Regions from separate parts of the Pan troglodytes genome. Here region 1 is linked to region 2. The links are chromatin contacts, called in public HiChIP or PLAC-seq maps. All regions are on one chromosome and are shown on one strand. The core of a region is the stretch at or near the end of the contact, and the rest is flanking DNA. Distances in the headings are between cores, read along the strand shown.

Evidence for each region. HiChIP or PLAC-seq counts read pairs in DNA pulled down with a chosen protein or histone mark.
Region 1: a contact with region 2 is called in an H3K4me3 HiChIP or PLAC-seq map of stem cell-derived excitatory neurons, with 5 times the contacts expected there. The contact joins the promoter of CD8A here to the promoter of THNSL2 in region 2. A contact is called at or near these places in 1 of 7 Hi-C or Micro-C datasets (induced pluripotent stem cells) and 1 of 1 datasets of contacts at active chromatin or transcription factors (stem cell-derived excitatory neurons).

Annotation. Positions count from the first base shown.
Region 1 is chr12:35,946,862-35,950,721 of NHGRI_mPanTro3-v2.0_pri, reverse strand. CD8A (CD8 subunit alpha) reads right to left here and starts at 1,507. Exons shown (of 7, transcript XM_054677992.2): 1 at 1,366-1,507.
Region 2 is chr12:35,501,713-35,505,552 of NHGRI_mPanTro3-v2.0_pri, reverse strand. It overlaps THNSL2 (threonine synthase like 2), which reads left to right and starts at 2,029. Exons shown (of 8, transcript XM_054678003.2): 1 at 2,029-2,154.

The DNA.
Region 1 (3,860 bases), core at 258-2,757, 450 kb before region 2:
ATTCTTTTGAGTGCTGGCCTGGGATCCATGAAATAACCTCAACTCGACCATAAAGCTTTTCACTCCCACGTTATGCAAACGGTGATGACCCTGTTGGTGGCAAGCCCCCCGTGTGACTTTCCGAGGGGATCTGAGTGGTGCAAGGTGGAGGACGCAGTGATGGAAACATTGCGAGAGGGAAGGCGTCTGTTTCCACCCACTTACCCTCAGAGCATGAGGGCTGGGCGAAGGCTCTGACTCCTGTAGGGGGTGACCCATTTCTAGGACTATAGAAGGAGAGGTGTGGACCTGGAAAAAGGAAGGAAAGACCACGGCAAGGAAAGTCAAGAAGTGGGAGAAGTCAAGGGCTCTCTCTTCCCTTCCTCCTTGTCCTTGGCCTGCAGCAACTCCTCTTTCTCTTTTTGTAGGGACAGACTGAAGAGGATTTCTTAGTATGGTTTGTACCTTCCCAGTAGAGCAGGAAAAAGAGGAACGAGCTGCTCCCTCCACACCTCAGACGCTGAGGTCAACTGCCCTTTGGGCGGGGCACGTTGGCTCACACATCTAATCCCAGCACTTTGGGAGGCCGTGAGGGGAGCATCACTTGAGACCAGGAGTTGGAGACCGGCCTGGGCCACATAGTGAGGCCCCATCCTCCGGCTTGCACCACTCAAATTCCCTCGTAAAGTCACACGGGGAGCTTGCCCCCAGCAAGGTCGTCAGTTTGCAAAACATGGGAGTGAAAAGCTTTATGGTGGAGTGTAGGTTATTTCATGGATCCCAGGCCAGCACCCAAAAGAATTAACCATCTTGTGCAAAAAGAAAATTTTCCACTATTTTTTTAAAGTTTCTATTTTGGGTAAATCGTTTCAAGATAACAAATTGGAGAGAGGCCTAGAGAGAAATGAGCCTTTTTAAGATGCAGTTTATTTTGCCCCATGATGTTTTTGTTTTTGTTTTTGCCAGAGCCTTTACTGTGAGTAGGACAGGACTCAGGAGGCCTCTGAACAAAAAGAAGCGTTGAAGCTTCATTTGGTTGTTGGAATTGGGAGAGCACAATTGGTTGGAAGGAAATCAGGTTCTCTCAAAAAATAAAATAAAATAAAATAAAAAGCCAGCGTGCTGGCGCGGGTCCATGGTCCAAGCTACTTGGGAGGCTGAGGTGGGGGGATCGCTTGAGCCCGGAAGTCGAGGCTGTAGTGAGCCGTGATTGCACCACTGCACTCCAGCCTGGGCGATAGAACAAGACCCTGTCTCTTAAAACAAACAAGAAACAAAACAAAACAAACAACAACAAAAAAATTCATTTGGGAATTTTTCTGCGCGTGCCCAGAAGCAGAGCCATGCTATAGGATCTCCCCTGTGCCCCAACAGTCAGCTTCTTACTTGGAGGGTAGAGAACGGTGCTTCCCCACGCTGCTGTGCAATGGAGAGGAGCTATGTGAAGCTGGCGTATGGGTGGGGTTTGCAGGCTTCGCCCGGCTTCATCGCCGGCTACTGACCCGGCACCAATTCCTGTTCTGCAGGTCTCACCGCAGAGGGGCACGCCAGCCATGAGGACAGATGAGGGAACACGTGATGCCACGATGGGGGTGCCAGGATGAGGTGGGTGCGGTCGCGGACAGGCGCACGAGGAGCCCAGCGGGGCGTCACCCGGAGCAGGCGCGGAGGAGGGCTGGGGAGGGCCACCAAGGCGACGAGAGCCGGTGTGCCTGAATCAGCCTAAAGGAGACGGAGGAGGAGTGTGGTGGGCGCAGGGGCAGGGAGCTGGGGGAAGGGCAGGGGGCTAGCCCAGGCTGAAGGCAGGCAGGAGCAGGGCCGCGATGTCAGACAAGAAACGGCAGCAGTGTGTTTGGGAACCTAGCACCAACCGCACCGGTGGAGACAGGGTCGGCTGTAGAGGAGGTGGGGCCGGGTCCCAGCTAAGTAAGGCGGCGGATCTTGCAGCCCTTCCATCCTCAGCCGCTCATTCTGCGCAAATCTCGGGGCCAGCCTTGGTGGAGCCGTAAAGCGTCCACCAGAGCCTGGATCCCTCCGCCACCTTTCCCATGAATTCACCTTTCTGTACACAGCAAGCGCCTGAGCGGAGACGGCCGACACGTTTCCCACTGTTACCCCAGGAAACCGCGGCTCCTGAGGAGGTCAGGGCCTGGGCAGGGGGCAGAGCTCAGCGCGCCGTACTGAGGCAGAAACGGGGTCCAGAGAGGGTGGGGTGGGGGTACAGGGAAGGGTCGCCCGAAGGTCCCTGGCGCAAGGAGGACAGAGGAGGGATCTAGAATTCGTAGGGGAGAAGAGAACTCAGAAAAGATCCGGCCCAGCGCATTTATTTTACAGAGGAAGAAAAACTGAGGCCCAGGGAGGTTAAGTACTGCAGGTAACTAGGCACTAGCAGCAGGGGCACTAGCAGCAGGGGCACTAGCAGCAGGGACACTCCCTATCTCGCCTGTCACCCGCGTCCAGCAAAATCTGATGCCCTGTCGGCCCAGCAGGGGGCGGTGCTGCTTTAGTTTTGGCCTGGTCGGGGTTGAGGGGAGGAGGGAGCGACTTCGAATTCAGTCTGCACCTGACTGACCTCGAGCAAAAACGAAGCGGGTGCACGTTACCGTCTTCCATCTGGGGGCCCAGCAGCCTCCATCTTCGCCCTAGCCCCTACAGCCTCGTCCCTGGCTGGGGCTCCAGCTCCCCAATTTCTCACCCTCACCACCAGGAGCTACTTATCTTATCACAGGCTCACTTAGATTACCACTAGGAGATTACCACTCGGGTGGGGTGGAGGTGCGGCGGGATTCACATTTTGCAAGGGATCAAAAAAGCGGCTAATTATGGCATTTCTAGCCCAAGGCATTGGCCAGAGATTTTGCGGGTAGGCCCCTTAACCTCCCAGCATCTCGCAGTATCTACCGATTAGTGCTGAGCCTCCTGTGCAATGCATCCGTCTATAGATATGGCCAGAATGGGTCGGGCTTGGTGCGCGGTGGCTCACTGCTGTAATTCCAACACTTTGGGAGGCCGAGGCGGTCGGATCAACTGAGGTCAGGAGTTCGAGACCAGCCTGGCCAACATGGCGAAATCCTGTTTCTACTTAAAAAAAAAAAACAAAAAACAAAAAACAAAAAACTAGCCGGGCGTGATGGCGCAAGCCTGTAGTCCTAGCTACTGGGGAGGCTGAGGCAGAAGAATCGTTTGAACCCTGGAGGCGAAAGTTGCAGCGAGCGGAGATCGAGTCACTGCACTCCAGGCTGGGGGACAGAGCGAGACTCCCATCTCAAAATAAAAAAAAATAATAATTTTTTAAAAAGAAAGAAATGGCCAGAATGTCAAAGCTTTAATGGTGGGTAGAAGTCCCCAGACTTGAGAGTCTCGTTCTCCCAACTCTCCTTCCCCGTCAGAAAGTGCGAAGGGACTGGACTGGAGATCCTGAGCGGTCCTGGGTGCCGGGGCCCCGACCGGGGCTGAGCTGGTCCCCTGGTCGGGACGGCTGGGCAGAGGTGCCGAGGGGCCGCGGGCGGCCCTTCGCTGGCTCATTCGCATCCGCAGCCCCTCAAGAAGGCCCTGGGCCCGCAGGGAGGAAGAGGTGAGCACCCGGCAGGAAGGAGATGGGCTTGGGGGCTCGGGGCGTGACCTGGGGCAGGTGGAGCGTCCGGCCTCTGATGTCCCGCGCAGGACACTGAGGTCGCGGTGCAGAGAAGGGTTGGCGTGAGGATCTGACAGCCTTGCCCGCGCTGGAGACGGGGAAAGGCTCGCAGAACTAAGGTGCGGGGCGGGGGTGCGGGTGCCAAGGTCCCTCTGAGGTTCGTTTGGCTTATTCACCGATTTCATTCCGCTCTTGGTTTTAGTTTACCTGGAAGGTCCTCTCCTGCGCTGGCTCTGGGGGTGCTTGG
Region 2 (3,840 bases), core at 780-3,279:
GCATTGGCTGGAAGATCGTTGGCTTCAACATTATAGACAGCTAAGCACTCTAATCAATAAGGTTGAAAAGAAAAAAACAAGCGGTTTCTAATCCTACAAAAACTAAATGTTGATACCATGTAGAAGTCTCTGAGAACTCCACATCCCTACTGTTGCTTGGCGATTCAGAATTCTTTCTTCCTCATGGGCCAGAAACTTCCTTGCAGAAGTTTCTGTTCTCTGCGGCTGTACTGTTCTTTATGTCCCAGGCAGAGATTCCTAATGAACCCTGTTGTTCCCTGAGCGTTTTGCTTCTCTCTTTTTTGGGGAGTTAAATTACAATTCACAGAAGAGCTTCTGGCCACTCCTCCTGCCCACAGAATCACAAAGGCCTGCAGGCCCGTGTAAGTGTGGCAGAGGGCTTGTGGGAGAGGTCCGTGGAAGGTGCATCTGTCCTTATGCAGACTCTACTGGTTGAGTCTGTAACACACGCTGTAACACACATGAGTGCTGTAAAACACGCTGCTGAATCTTATTTTTGCCATCGGCCTCAGTTTCCCTGGCCTCTGAGTGATTAAGTACACCTGATAGAAGGGATGAAAACCCTTTGGGGGTCCCTGCCTGGCCTATACCCGTCTCTCTTGGAATGTCCCCTCTGACCCCTATGTGAACTCTGTGACAAGTCCTCAGCCCCAGCTTGGGACAAGAAGGCCAATCCCATTAGCTGAGCAGTGACCAGTCTCTCCCTCTCTTTCCAGAATCTGAGACCCACCCAGACTAGGGTCAGTCCATGGTAGCTGCATGAACCTGTGTGGCTATGTCAAGTGGGCACCGTGTATGGGCTGAATTTTGGAGAACAGGTAAGTTGAGTAAGCAGAAACCGCAAGTGTAGGAGGATGTCAGAGATAGGAGGAAGAAAGAGGGGGGAACAGGCAACATCAGAGGGCCACTGGAGGCCCAGCTGGGACTGCCAGAGTGACCCGGCCTACCCAGGACTAAACCTTTGCCCGAACCTCTCTGGTCTACCTCCTCTAATTTTGCTTCAGTGGGATGGGCCCCAAGAGCTCAATGTGAATCCAGGGGCATTTGGGCATATCTAGAGGGAGTTTTTGTTGTTGCTGTTTTGTTTTTCCTTGAAGTTCTTGCCATTTTTTTCTCTTAAAAGAATGAATGGGGGTGACGGGCTTTTATCCTAGAATAGACCTATGCTTAATAAAAAGTGTTTCTCAAAAAATATGAAGAATTTTCATACCTCCCAAAACCACTGAAAATTTTTTATAAAGAATTTTTGGAGTGGAGCTGATGTCACCTATCTGGTGAGTTCTGAAGTCCTAACATACTAACCGCAGCTTGAGAAGCAAGGCTCTCATGCTCTCCAGCTCTCTGATGCTGCAGACAAGAGACAAGAATCTTAAAGGAACGCAGGGCCTTTCTTCTTCACACCTTGCTGTCCATTTTCTAAACTGAAAAATGAGGTTCTGTGGGGCTCACAACCCTGCAGCGAAGATTCCGAGGCTGAACGTCAATAAAGCGTTTACTAAAGCGCCTTAAAAAATGGGCCGCGGGGCTGGGCGCGGTGGCTCACGCCTGTAATCCTAACACTTTGGGAGGCCGAGGAGGGCGGATCACGAGGTCAGGAGATCGAGACCATCCTGGCTAACACGATGAAACCCCGTCTCTACTAAAAATACAAAAAATTAGTCGGGCGTGGTGGCGGGCGCCAGTAGTACCAGCTACTCGGGAGGCCGAGGCAGGAGAATAGCGTGAACCTGAGAGGCGGAATTTGCGGTGAGCCGAGACCGCGCCACTGCACTCCAGCCTGGGCGACAGAGCGAGACTCCGTCTCAAAAAAAAAAAAAAAAAAAAAAAAAAAAAAAAAAGAGCCGCGGGAGGGGCACAGGGCTTCCCCCTCGTGATGCTTCCGGGATCGCGCACCGCTGCTCACGCACTCTCCTCTGTCCTCTGTCCTCCGTCCTCCGTCCTCCGCCCCCCGCCCCATCCCCAGGTCCTTCCCACTGCGAAGCTGAGAACCCTAGCTCCGGCCCCGACCGGAAGCCCCACCCCACCGTCAGGGACGCGGACTCGGGAGTGCGCACATTCGCAGCCCGGGCAGCCCTGCTGCGCACCGGGCCTCCCGTCCCGCGTCCCGCGTCCCGCGCCCCGCGCCCCGCACCGGTAACGCGCGCCAACCTCGCCGCCCTCCCGGGGTCGTCGCAGGCGAGATTTCTGAGCTCCGGACGCTCTCGCGGCTCCGTTCGGCCCTGATTCCCGCAGGCCCACGTCCGTCGCCCCGCCCGTTTCTGGAACCTTTGGTTCCGGCGCTCGGACTTGAGGAACTTGGGAGGGTGGTGCGGGGGGTTTCTGATGCTTTGCGTTTTCTGCGGGATTTGAGCAGTCCTTGGAGAACCCCGAAACTGAAGTCCGTGGTGTTTTCAGGGGCTGGGAGTGGAATCTCAGGCGCCTGCGAGTCCCTTGAGGATTTAGGCCGCCCTCCTTGGCGGGATGACTGGCACCGGTAGCCTCAGAGAGCCCGGGGTCTGCCTCCACCCCTAGGGTTGCCGTCGGCTCCTGGGGTCCGAGTCTCCGCCCTGTCCCACCCCTTCTCACAAAACCCCTCCACCTCCCTGAGGAGCGCCTGTCTACCCACCTTCTTGTTCCCAGCCTTCGGGCTACTCCTATTTTCCATATTTATTTATCCTGGTTATTGGTCAGAGTTTTTCTGACCTTCTCTACTCTGGAATAGGGTCCAGAGGAGTGGCAAGGGAAAATTATTAGAATATAAAATCCCAGGGGACACGTAGTCCGGGTCTCCATCCCATGCTTGGAGCCCTCATAGAGCAGCCCAACAACAGCACTTGATTTTCTTCCTCAACTTCACCACCTCCTGTGGTTGCTATTTCCGCCTCTGGCTTACCTTGAACCCAACCATGTGTATTTCTCTTTAGCTTTGCTGAATTGGCCTGGGAATGCTGCCCCTGGAAGGCATTGGACAGAACAGGGACAGTCCTGTTGCGTGAGGGGCATGGGTATGTGCTAATCAGGCCAGCTCCTTCCATGACCTGCTCAGAGCCCCGTGCCAGCCCCTCTGTCCTCTGTTCCTGGACAGTTGTTCCATATCCTCCTTCCCAGTGCCCCAGGTGTGATATTCCTTCCACCCAGGGAAGGGCATTTGAAAAATATTTTCTTTTGCTGTACCTTACTGCCTTGCTCGCTCCTGCCCTCACTCCTGCGATGGTTTCTTTGGCAGCTCAGTCGTAGCGTTTAAGTCTGGTCCTATGAAGGCCTTTCTGTTACTCCACGGTCTTGGGCAGTTTGCGTTGGCTCTAACTCTTACCACAGAATTGCAGAAATTCCTCTCTTTATTGAGGGCACGCTAGCACCTGCCCCCCGACCCTGGTTCTGTTTTGTGAAATACTGCCTGCTTTGCTTATCCACTGCAGTTAACTTTTGGAGTTACCCATATTTCATCTCTTTGACATGGACTCCCATACGGAGTGACCTTGTATCCTAGGTTGCCAGAGAGAGAGTTCTGGCTTATACCATTGTCCCAGCATAATCACTTTCAAAAGATTCATGGTTTGTATGATCAAGTTTGTCTCTGTCTCTAAGTGAGATACACTTAATATTTGTAGTTAAGAGAGTGGCACGTGGCAGCCCACGTGAGACTTGCACTGGGGCCCACAGATGTCAGAGCCACAGACTAGGAAATGAGAATTCCTCCAGGTCAGTGCTCATATGCCTCATGTAGGTAGAGAGCTTTGGGTGGCTTTGCCCTTAGAGGGCAGGGGATCCCCTCCCACCCTGGCAGAGAAAGTCCAAGCTAATACTGAGAGCTATGTCTAGTCAAATTCATCCCCATAG